2 separate regions of the Triticum aestivum genome follow, and region 2 is linked to region 1. The links are chromatin contacts, called in public Hi-C maps. All regions are on one chromosome and are shown on one strand. The core of a region is the stretch at or near the end of the contact, and the rest is flanking DNA. Distances in the headings are between cores, read along the strand shown. Region 1 holds the start of LOC123100339 (salicylic acid-binding protein 2). Region 2 holds the start of LOC123098666 (UDP-glycosyltransferase TURAN).

The links. Hi-C and Micro-C count contacts between places; a contact is called where the count stands out from the background.
Region 2: a Hi-C map of leaf shows a contact between it and region 1, with 2.4 times the contacts expected there. The contact joins the promoter of LOC123098666 here to the promoter of LOC123100339 in region 1. A contact is called at or near these places in 3 of 5 Hi-C or Micro-C datasets (all in leaf).

Annotation. Positions count from the first base shown.
Region 1 is chr4D:465,525,919-465,532,549 of IWGSC CS RefSeq v2.1, forward strand. LOC123100339 (salicylic acid-binding protein 2) reads right to left here and starts at 5,016. Exons shown (of 3, transcript XM_044522278.1): 1 at 4,496-5,016; 2 at 4,286-4,420; 3 at 3,663-4,124. The coding sequence starts at 4,882. The coding sequence ends at 3,840.
Region 2 is chr4D:465,734,852-465,740,884 of IWGSC CS RefSeq v2.1, forward strand. It overlaps LOC123098666 (UDP-glycosyltransferase TURAN), which reads right to left and starts at 3,302. Exons shown (of 16, transcript XM_044520712.1): 1 at 2,991-3,302; 2 at 2,838-2,871; 3 at 2,604-2,659; 4 at 2,396-2,530; 5 at 1,773-1,921; 6 at 1,590-1,679; 7 at 1,432-1,498; 8 at 1,289-1,352; 9 at 1,090-1,195; 10 at 800-966; 11 at 610-720; 12 at 480-541; 13 at 350-402; 14 at 175-250; 1 more. The coding sequence starts at 3,287. LOC123098667 (a long non-coding RNA gene) reads left to right here and starts at 3,332. Exons shown (of 5, transcript XR_006447959.1): 1 at 3,332-3,489; 2 at 3,978-4,099; 3 at 4,886-5,079.

The DNA of each region.
Region 1 (6,631 bases), core at 3,766-6,265:
GGGTCTCGAACGCCTACTCGCGCATACGTACGGCCAGGGCTCGTGTACATGGCTGGGTTAGAACGAAGAAACAACGTCGTCGTCGTGTTCATGGGGAGGCAACGGAATGCGTCGTGTTCATGGGGAGGCAACGGAATGCGTCGTGTTCATCGGGAGGCAACGGAACGCGTGGGAGCCAACCGGCTGGGTCAGAACGGAATGTGTGGTCGTGTTCATTGGGAGGGCTTGGACGGAACAGGCGATGGAAACGAGGCCTGGCGTACCGCACAACGGAGGAAACGGACCTCCTACGTTCGGAACGGGGTCCTGTTGATCGGGAGGGGTGTGGCGTACCATGAAACGGAGGAAACAGACCTCCTACGGTCGAAACGGGGGTCCTGTTGATCGAGAGGGGTGTGGCATACCGCAAAATGGACGAAACGGACCTCCTACGGTCGAAACGGGGGTCCTGTTCATCGGGAGGGGTGTGGCGTACCGCAAAACGGACGAAACGGACCTCCTACGGTCGAAACGGGGGTCCTGTTCATCGGGAGGGGTGTGGCGTACCGCAAAACGGGACTCCACGGGATACGGTTCATCTCCACCGTCGACCTCCTCCAGCCTCCACGGGCTACCGTCGACCTCCTCCAGCCTCCACGGGCTACCGTCGACCTCCTCCAGCCTCCACGGGCTCCTGTTCATCCAGCCTCCACCGCGCGCTACTCCATCGGCTACTGTTCAACCACCCCTCCACGGGCACCCCTCCACCGTCTACTGTTCAACCACCCCTCCACGGGCACCCCTCCACCGTCTACTGTTCATCCAGCCCTCCACACCACGGGGTCCTGTTCAACCACCCCTCCACGGGCACCCCTCCGCCGTCTACTGTTCATCCAGCCCTCCACACCACGGGGTCCTGTTCAACCACCCCTCCACGGGCACCCCTCCACCGTCTACTGTTCATCCAGCCCTCCACCACACCACGGGGTCCTGTTCATCCAGAGGCAACGCCACCGCTCACTGTTCATCCAAACCCCCCCGCAACGCTCACTGTTCATCCCAGAGGCAGCATCGATCGGTTTCAGTTAGCAGCAGTAGCAAAAGAATCGCTCGATCGGGTTCAGTTAACAGCCATCGATCGATCGCTCGGGTTCAGTAACGCGTAGCCTGCAGTGCAATCGCTCGGGTTCAGTTAGAGCCCAACGCCTCGCTCGGGTTCAGTTAGAGCCAATGCCTCGCACACACGCGCGTACGTGTACGAGAGAAACGCGCATCGCTCGGCCCCCCGACCTCTCACCGTAACCGGGAACTCCCCGAAATTTTCCTCCCCCTCGCTTCTACTACGGTTTTTTCCGTCATGGACGGCCCAAAGAATGTCATGCAGCTGCGTCTCCGGCCCGCCCAGGACGAAAAGCCCATTTTCTGTCATGATTTTTTGTCATAGAAGTAGGAGCCCACCACATCTATGATGATACCGGGTTTTGTCACAATTATCGTCATAGAAGTGTCATATGTATGACAGAAAAAAAAATTCGTTCAGCCCAAAATGTCACGGATGTGTCTTTTTTTTGTAGTGTTGGGAGCTTAAAACATGACATGGAAAATACTGGGACTGCTTGCGCCACTGATTTGATTAAAATTTCTTTACCCGCTGCAGATATTGCTTTCTCAATCCACCCCTTCACCTTACTCCAAAGCCTATCCTTAAGATATTTGAAAGCCCCTGTTTTACTAGTTTCAATATCAGATGGCATGCCCAGATATTTTTCATTAAGAGTTTCCGTATGCACATTGAGTATACCCTTGACCTCCTGCCTGGTAGACTCTGGACATCCTTTATTCAAAAAGACAGAGGACTTACTGCTATTGATCCTTTGACCTGACGCTTCACAGTAAGAATTTCGTAAGTTTGACACCTCCCTCGCCCCTGCACCATTTGCCTTGAAAAACAGCAGACTATCATCAGCAAATAAAAGGTGGTTAACCGGAGGCGCTGAAGGAGCCACCTAAATTCCACCAATTTGCGATGACTGATCTCTGGATTTGAGGAGCCCTGAAAGGCCCTCCGCTGCCAACAAGAAAAGGTAGGGCGATATTGGGTCTCCCTACCGAATACCCCTAGTAGGTTTAAATTCATCAAGTTTTTTCCCATTGAATAGAACAGAGAAAGAGACTGATTTGACCATACTCATAACCCTGTATACCCACAACTCTGAGAAAGAGACTGATTTGGCCATACTCATAACCCTGTATACCCGTGGAAAATTCCCTGCTCTATCGATGGGGACAAGTCGCGTTTCAAGGGCGTTTCCTATTCGGCGCCCGCTGCGCCCGTTACTGTGTTAATCGCAAACCGGCGCACACCCTACTCCGCGCTGGGCCGGCCCATTTTATCTCTTTTTTGGGTTAAAACTGCAAAATCTTCAAAAACACACGCGTGATGAGTCGAACCAGGGACTTCTTGATCTTGAGAAACTACACTAACCAACCAACCACAACGCCGTTCGGTGATCATTTCTCCGTTTTCTGCTATTTCTACTTTCTTTTCTTTCCCTTTTTCTTTTGGTTTTTTGTTTCTTCATTTTTCTTTCCTTTTCCTTTTTTCGCTTTTCTTTTCCTTTTCTTTACTCAATTCGTCAATTTTTTAAAAATCCATGAACTTTTTAAATTTTAATGAATTTTTTTGAACATTGATGAACTCTTTTTGAACTTTTTTCAAAACTGATGAACATTATTTCAAATTCATGAACTTTTCCTAAATCTGTGAACTATTTTTCAAAATCAATGAACTTTCTTAAATTTTTGGTGAACTTTTTTTCAACATTGATGAACTTTTTTTTCAAAATTTGTGAACTTTTTCCAAAATAATGAACTATTTTTCAAAAATCAATGAACTTTTTCAAATTTTGTGATTTAGTTTCAAAATTGATGAACTTTTTTTCCAATTTTGGTGAACTTTTCTCAGTTTTTACATTTTTTCAACATTTATGAACTTTTTTCAAATTATCTGTTAACATTTTTTTTCTGCAAATGGATGAACTTTTCTGATTTCACAATTTTCCATAAGTATAAAAAAACCGGCCGGTTTTTTCGACCAGGCCAACTGCAAACAAATACGAGAAAAAAAATGTGGCCGAGCGAGCGAGCGAGCGGGCGTGCAACTGGAACCCAACGGAGGAAGAAAAGCGCGTTGCTGGGCCGCAGCCCACTCGGGCGCGCGTGAGCGCCAGTTCGTTCCAGGGCGCAGAGGGCGCCGTACAGGAGCTCTCCGTTTCAAGGGTGGCGAGTGTCATGACCTGGCCCACTCCTGGACATCAGCCCAAGGCGCCAGACCTAGGAACTGGAGGCCCAGACAGAAGATGGCGTGAAGACGGCCTGAAGAATGTCGAGTTTCCAGATAGAACTAGACCATTTCCCCCGTCTGTCTGTATCTCTCCCTCCCCTGATCTTCTTCCTCCTCTGTAAATCCGAATAGGCAAGCTGAGTGCATCACAACAACCAGTAGGTGCTCACCCTCAAAAAAAACCAGTAGGTGCTCACCCACCGCCACCGGAAATTCACTTTGGCACCACGATGCGATGTGACGTTGAAACATCGTCTTTCTGAAATTGAGTGCGATATAAAGTCTCGGCAACATTCAAAACCTATCCAATCGACAACAAAAAATTGTCGAGGAAACATAATGAAAGGGACAAAACACCACCATGAACAAGAGCAGTAGATAGATCAGTACTGTACTACAAAGGTCGGAGACTGACACAGACAGCACTGACAAATCACAAATTAATGCCGGCAACAAGACCGTATCATCAAAGGTAAAGAGATAGACCAGCAAGCGCAGCGTGTGCCACACCATATCGTCAGGCGGTATACTTGACGGCGATGTCGGCGAGGCAGTGCGCTAGCTCGGCCGGCGTCGAGAACAACGCCATGTGGTCGGCGCCGTCGATTTCCTTGACCTCCTCCACGGGGTAGTTCTGCACCATCCACCGTTGGAACCCCTCGACGATGGCGTTGTCGTCCTTGAGGACGATGAACACCCTGCGCACCGACCCGTAGCGAGCCTCCGTGTATGGTGGCTGCACTCTCAGGTCCTCCACGAACATCGAACCGACCCTCATCAGGGATCTTCCCAGCGTCAGATCCTGCCATACATATGATTCCAAACAGCATGCAACTCTAGGATTAATTTCTATTTGGTCAATTTCAAATTTCAATCAGTGTACAGCTTCCCAGCATGCAGGGGCATTTCATCGATGTTCGAACAGATTGATTAACAGAGCGACAGGTTCGTAATTTCGCATACCTCCGGCGAGCACAGCTGCAAGAACTTTGCTCGGGTGACCAGCGGCCCGAACTGCATGGCAGTAGGAAGCTTGCCCTCCGGATCTTGAGGCTTAAACTCCGTGTCCATCCAGTCCAGCGTTCCCCCCTCCACGAACTTTTTAGATCGAGCAAACACTCAGTAGTATAAAGAGCAATAAGCTGGCGTACCTTTGCAGATTCGACGGCGTACCTTTTCAAGCACGTACGCCGGCGACGACCTGTGGTCCGGCATGAATGCGGAGAGGAACACCGCAGCGGCGACCTTCTCCGGGAACAGCTCGCAGGCGAGGGCGATGTTCACGCCGCCGAGGCTGTGGCCGACGAGCACCACCTTCTCCCCGGGCGGGAGGCACTCCAGGAGGTCCAGCAGCGGCTTGGTGTAGTCGCGGAACGTCGGCACCTCGCGCAGCGGCCTGGGGTCCACGCCCGACGCCGCGAGGTCAGGCGCACTGACGCGGTGCCCGGCGTCCCTGAGCCGCGTCGCCACCTTGAACCAGGCCCAGCCGCCGACGCATGCGCCGTGCACCAGAACGATGTGCTTGCCGCTAGCTTGGTCCGCCGGAGCCTCCATCTCCATGTGCGTGCGTGGGGTTTTGCGACTGTTTCTCTTTCTCCGTGCTTGTCGTTAGCTGTGGCTCCGATGTCAAAACCTCGGGCGCTGTTAGATTTATGAAGCCGCTCTTGAAGCTTCGGGCCCGCAACCGCAAACTATCATCGATCAGCAGAATCACGTGCTAGCGAGGATGAGCTTGAATAATCATGTATGCGAAGTCAACAAAACATGTTTAGTTGGAGGTGCCACTGGAGGGCTGCTAAAAGCAATAATGCTGGACTTATATGGAAAGAATATACGCACTGACCTTACGGACATGGACGTGGGCCTGTGCAGTTGGCTAGCTTCAACAGTTGCTCAGCACTCACTCCGTTTAAACAAGTGCACCAGTCCGTAGCCGCCAGGGCCGTACCCCGGAAACTGAGGCCCCGGAGCGAAATCACAATTTAGGCCCCATGTATAAGAAAGTCAAGTAGGCAATTAAAACATTATTTTTATTAGTCAGTACGGTAGTACAAATTTCTCAAGGAATTACATGCTAGTACAAGAGAAAAATCTTAGAATTTTGAGCTACAAGTTCATCTTTTACTCTTTTAGCCAAAGTGTGTCATCCTAAATAGAACTTTTCTCCAATGGTCCTTTTCTTGCTCAAGTTGTCGCTGCGCTGCACAATCAATAATTTGATTCTTTTGCAACCGTAGACGCAAATCATAGCAAGTGATCATATTCAGAACATGTTCGACACTTGTTTCGTGCTCGCAAATGCTAATGCTAAGATGTGCCCAATCATTAAAACCCTCACTTTTTTCTTTTGGCAGTTTAACGGTTCAGTCTTTGCTCTTTATTAATCTCAGGATTTATTGACGTGCGTTGGGCTGGGGGCTGCACTTTTTTGTTTTGGCACTTTAACGGTTCAGTCTTTGCTCTTTATTAATCTCGAGATTTAGTAATATATATATATATATATATATATATATATATATATATATATATATATATATATATATATATATATATATATATATATATGGTACTTGCACACAAATTGGGGGGCCCAGATTTTCGGGGGCCTGTGCAGCGGCTCCACTTGCACATGTGGCCTTTCCAAATTTGATGATTTCAATCTGCTAGGGACTGATCCAACTATCAATGTGTAGAGTTGGACATTTGACAGTCAATATGATGGAAAATTACATAATGTGTGAGTCGACTTTGGTAAAGTACCTGAATGCTTAGACAAATTTGGTAACTTTGTTTGGATTTATGAAGCCGCTCTTGAAGTGTTGGCTCCCACGGCGGGCCTAAACGTTGACCAAGAGTGGGCAGCAATTTTTAATTTTAATTGTGCCGGGCTGAAATTTGAACTCATAACACCAAAATCATGTAGAGTTGCATGCAAAAGCTGATTGACAAGGTAGGCTCCGCACTTATACTGCAACATCCAGTGATGGAGAGTCTGTGGTACCATGTCATCAACCCGTTCGGGAGGAAGAAAATGGTCGGCTCAGGGATTTTGATGTAATTTCTTTATTTTTCCAGAATGTTTGCACCGTTGGTTTGGTTAATAGATCTAGGTATGTTTTCTTTGCCAAAAAAAGATTATAGCATTTACATTTCCATGTAAACTTCTTCTCTGTAAATTGAGGGTCACAAACTATACTATGAACAATACAACTTGAGTAAAAATTAAACCTTTTCCTTTAGGATTCAACGTTTTTATGTTCTGAATATGAAATGTTTAGTGTGTATGATTCTTCTAATTTTTTTTTGCAT
Region 2 (6,033 bases), core at 2,052-4,551, 210 kb after region 1:
TCCCTTGAAGAGCATCTGCACGATATTTAATTGCAATAGTAGTTAAAGTCTCTTTCAATGATTAATCCAAAAAACAAAGCCATGATGGAAAGTACTTATGCTAATTTTAAAATGCATACCAAGTAGTCATACAATGAAATGAAACAAAAGATAAAGACTAAAAGTGGTCCTCACCATAAGTTCATCTGCGAGCTCCGAAGATGTTGAGAAAAGAAGTCCATTTCTGTTTACTTTTACAAGCTCCTCGATGCTGCACAAAGGAAAAACGAAACCAGAGGCTTATAATATAGAGCAACCAAAAGGCCAGCGCCAAAACATCACAATTAAAACATCTACAAACATGGGTTACCAGGAGAATGAAGCGGCACAAACTGGTAATCCACATCCAAACATATCAACCACCTAAGAACAACCATTCAAGTTACAATGCAGAAAATAAAAATTCCTACATGCTTAAGTAAGAAGATGTTGTGAGTAACCTTCATAGGTAGATCAAGCCCCGACGAGGATGTATGAAGCGATACGCCTAGATCAGCTGATCCTGTATTTGCTCAAACAATCAGCATATATGCTGCGGTATAAAATTCTTTTGGCAAGTGGCTGGCATACCTAGCAATAGAGGATAGTCCTCCGATGCAAGCCACATAGTCCGGAAGGCAACACGTCTCAATTTTAACCTTTTTATTTGCTCCTCATATTTCTTCCTATCAGGCCCTTTACCTTCAGTATCAAATTTATGAAAATGAGAACAATGGTTAAAAACTAGTAATTCAACAGAATATAGCAGAATGTGTGATACCTGTGATAACGAAAAGCAATCTTGGGTAATCAAATTGCTTTCCATTCTTGATATCAATCCAAAGCTGCCCCTCGTCCATTGAATCCTCTTCACCTAATGTTGCAGCAACACGTCTATCATACATCAGTGCTGCTTCCAGAAGTATGCTGAAATCTTCATCTGGTGTCCTGGAATGCAGGTGGCAAAGATTTATAAGTTCGTCCGAATTTTTAACTATCTGCTCAATAATCACATGAGCTGAACATAAAAGTTCTGCAACAACAGGGACCACTCAGTTCAAGAGAACATACCAGCTTGTGCTGCTCACAACAAGTGCAGGTCTATTAGGCTTCAACGAAACTCCACCATCAATCTTGCCAGTAAGTACAGTAGTGTTCTTGTCTTCCACTTCTTTTTCTTTGTTGTAAGAAGAGAAAACCAAATAAAATAAATTAAACTGCAATATGCTTATATCATGAAAAAAATCTGGTTGGTTGGAGAACAACATACCAACAGAGATGCAATCAGCACTGCCCATAGCACCACAAATGGAACCACCCAACCTGCAGAACAACTATTTCATGTGTTAAGGCTACATATGCTGTTATGCAGTACCGCAAGTAGCGAAGGAAGAACAGACAACAAATGCTCACCTCATGTTTCTCAGTCAAGGAAGCAGGACGGAAAAATTCAGGAGAATGATCATAAAGAACTGTTGCTCTGAAAATTGTGACTATGTTAGTATAAACTGCAGCATGCGCACAACAGCCTTAATGACAAAAAATAAGAAGTTGAAGTTCAATCTGTTTACTTGATTCCCCAATTTTGAGCAAGCTCATGTTGCATTGCTTTCGTAACGCAAAAGGCACCATCAGCCATACGTCCAAAGTGCTTCTCAAACCTAGAATACAAGAAAACAACACTAATTAAAACACATGACCAATAGGATACACCAGCAGTCTAGCAGATAAGCGAATATGGTTGGAGGGGTTACCAAAAATAGACTTTGACTATTACATGACTTCTGCCATGAGACAACCCAAGCAAAGTATATCCAAAGTTATGCCAATCCACAATAAATTTAGCACCTCTTAGCCAGCTAACCAGTTTTACAGCCGCCAATGTTGGAACGGAGGGTGGATTCTGTTGGACAAAAGATGGTCAAATGACACAAATCAGGTCTCTCATTGTTACTGTGAAACGCGATAACTAAATTTTTGACATTTTTATATTACCAAAAGAATCTTTAAATATATCAATCAAAAGGGGCTCTAGGTGATTAAATCTTAACGGGGTGAGACTGAAGCATATTCTGTAACTAGGTAAGGGTCAGAGTAAGCAATTTTGTGAATATACTACAATCAGCATTGCCAAAATGAGAATGGTGTAAACAATATGTTACTGTACATATAGCATAGCACGAGTTACTATTTAATACTTAAGCTGCACAATAAGCCAACTATGACTATTCATTTACTTAGTATGGTAGACAACGAATTCTAGATTGTTGAATGCTCTAAAAAAGAACTAAATTTGCTGACAATGCTAGTGATTAGACATACTGTTCATGTAATTCTGAACCACATATGCAAATAAGAGAGCTGCATGTAATTTTACCTGAACAATGAAGACATCAGGGCGAGGAATCTTAAAGCAGAGAAACCAAATCAGCATGATAAACTGGATGGCAGCTTTAAGTAGCAGCGCCAGGGCACCAGATATCTTTGAAATTCCCGATAACTGCACTGATTTCTGAAGATAATACTTGGAAGTTAACTGTAGTAAGAGAAAATAGAGAAAATAAAATACTTCAAACGATCAATACCATCTCGTGTATATGAATTGATGGATTCTCTCTCAGGGATAAATGGGGATCACTTCCTGCTCAAAGACATAGGATAGGATACAAGGTCAGATCTCAACAAAAATAACACTGAAAGCTGATGAAACTCCGGCCTGTATGACGTTCCTTAACATGCATCTAGGAAATAGATGGCTTCGTTCTACCATTTGGCAGTAGAATTCAACAACAAAACGAAATTGTGTGAAGACAGAATACCTCCGTTTGCAACAATGTCCACTTCCATGCCGGCCTGTTAAGAAGAAGAATAACGAACAGCTAAGTCTAAGATACTACTAAAACACAAAATCCTATGCTCTAATTCGATCCGGCCAAAACAGACGCGAGGTTACGGATTCGTCAGAGGAGCACCTGGTTGGCGAGCGAGAGGGAGTGGTACTGCATCCGCGGGCTGCGGCCGATGTCGCCCAGCACAACCACCGCCGCGCGCCTCCTCCTTCCTGCCTCCTCCGCCATCGCCGTCGAATCTTTTTCCCCCAGAGTGAGGGGGAGGGGCAGCGCTAGGTGTGGACGGCGGGAAGGGGGGTCGTGGGGGAGGGCCGGAGGGGCGGCGACCGGCGGCGATGGGGACGGAGGAGCTCTGCTCTCTGTTGGGATCCAAAAACGGCTGAAAAGTCCTGAACTGTTGGTCCCACCTGTCAGGGCCATTGACGGGTCCAGTTGCAATAACTACCCAGGGCAGGGCCTTCCCTGAAACATTCCACCACGGCCGGCCGCCGCACCGCAACCTTGGGTTTCCTCTGCGAGAGACGGCGGCGGCGGCTGAGGGCCTAGCCACTCCGCCCGATGTATCGCGGCAGCGGGTCGGCGGCTGCTCCCGGCGAGCAGCCCATCGACGCCAACCCTGTCGGTGAGCCCGCAATTCCCTGGCGTTATTAAAGCTATTTTCTGCACTATGGGCTGCGTGCTTAGGGCAACTCTAACACATCCCCCAAAAGTTAGCGCCCAAAAACCCATCCCCGAAATTCCTGCGAGGAGAATCGGCATTCTCCAGCTATGCCTTAGATTACAGATAGTTCTAAACTATGTGGAATGTATTTCTGCATATAATTATAGAGGAGGACAAGGACATAGAAAACAATGGTGATGAATCTTGCAGTGCGAATGGTAACCATCCTTGAGAACATTCCGGTGGCTGATAAGCAGCAAAATGTGTCATATGGTGTGTTTCTCTTCTTGATGTCTGATTGAGTCAGTGTTCTTGGATATTGCTTACTTCTTGAGTACTTGTTTATTCTGATGTGATTGGAGGATTTGTCCATTGATGATTTTATCATCTCACTTCTCATCTGGGACCAGCATTCTGATTTCTGTATGTTGTACATTGAGCAAATGCAGAAAAGAATTCAAAATGAAAGGAGCCCCAAACATGATTTTGCTGCCATTATTGAACTGATTCAAGCGATCAATGTATGCCATGGCCAGTTTGTGGAGCAAGCACTGGAGCATATCCACTAAGAGTACGGTATTCACTATCAAGTACAGTACATTCCTACAGTATATGGTATTCACTTCCGAATATGGGCTATACATTTCTACAGTCTTGTCACACTTCAACGACAGAAAGGGTGTGATTTCTGACAAATTTATTCACTGTGAATTATCACAAAATTGAGCTGCTTCGTATGTTCATGTTCTACATGACCTGGATTTATTTTGTTTTGTTAACCGCCACAAGCACGAATTGACCTTTGTGGCATACGGAACCAATGGATACACTTGCTGCACAACAATATGGTTTCACCTTGTTGTTATAGTGGCAACCAGACGTGTTGTTTTCCAGTATGTTATCCATTTGAAGATGTTATCCTCTCCAGATTTTTAATTTCTGATGGAGTAACTATTGTGAGTAGGACCAGGTTAGCAGTGCAACTGTACGTGTTATAATAAGCACATATGCATGCTAGATGAATGGCAGTTAAACTATTTACTTCTTTTTACAACTATAGATCTTTATCATCTTGTGACCTCTCTATTGCAATTTGATGCTTGGTGTAAATACCTCGTGCACCCTGTCTGTGTCTCAAAATCTTGAATAGTTTCACGAAATTCCGGCTTCTTGGAGCAGATACAATTGCTGAACTTAATGAATCAGTTCTGTTGTGCCCCTGTCTCTGTCTTCTAGCAGCATCATAGTAACCGTATGGCACTAGTACAGTGGAATGTTTATTTCACAAAGTTCAATCCATTTTTCAGGATGATTGTTGTGGCAGAAACTTAACGAATTTGTGTTGCTCTGGTTGCAGACTTGCAGTTGTGTTCATTATATCCAGACACCATGAGGTACTGCTGAATGAGCTCAAATCGCCGAGTTGCTTGAGTTGGGAAAGTTCTCAAAATTCATGGATTCCATTACTCGGGACAGCACACGTCTTCTAAATGCTGACAACCCCGCGTTTGACTATGTACATCGAATTTTAAACAGCCTTTCTATTAACACGTAAGCTCTTGGGAAATCCTCCTTTCCTATTCAAATGATTTAACTTAGATACACATCATCATTAGTTGATTATTTTATTTCTGCACCTGGAGATAATTTAGTAATATGTACGCATCATGATTGCGATGTTTATTTTTATTGTTGCATGTTCTCAATAATTTTGTATGAGTGGTATTATTACAAAGTCTACTCATATTTCATACTTAAATGGTAGTGCAGAAATTGTTTATGAGTCCCATTGCTGTGACAGTCTAAATGCAGTCTCAGTCTGACGGATAGTCCAAGGTTCCAAGCCTATCCATGGGTACCAGTATCTCTGTAATTCCTCCATTTCAAAGAAGCATGCCACTACTTAAAGCGAACATGTATTTTTTTTTTTTACTTTGTATGGAGAAAAGTTCACAGTTAAGTTAATCATGGCAGATGATTTCTGTTAGGTTTGATTTCCTATGCCCTCTATTTATTGGAGAGTTGAGATGTCCAATGCCACGAGTGTATTGCTATTAAAATCCTTAGAGGAAGATAACATAAGACAGAACCCAGTTTTGTTTCATTGATGTTGCAGCTGACAAAAAGGGTGTTGCCTGGTTATCTGTGTTACCGACCTAAGTTACCACCATGCAACAATGGTGGTGTTGGTTACATATGTTATCTGCAAAACTAACCCCGCTTATATCTGCAAAGAATTTGGGCTTAGCGTACCTAAATTAGAACATACGAGCTAGTTATCGACACTAGAAAAACACTCATTAAACAGTAAACTTCTCTTCTCTTTTTTTTAAGGACATTCAAAGAAACTTCCTTTCATTTATGGACCTCTGTTCCAAACAAGTTGTGCCATTTCTTTTTTCCCTCGAACACTTAGTATGTGCCATTTCATTTAGTTGATCTCGATGTTACTAAGCTTCAACTACATTATCTATCAGTTTTTTTTTTGAAATACATTATCTATCA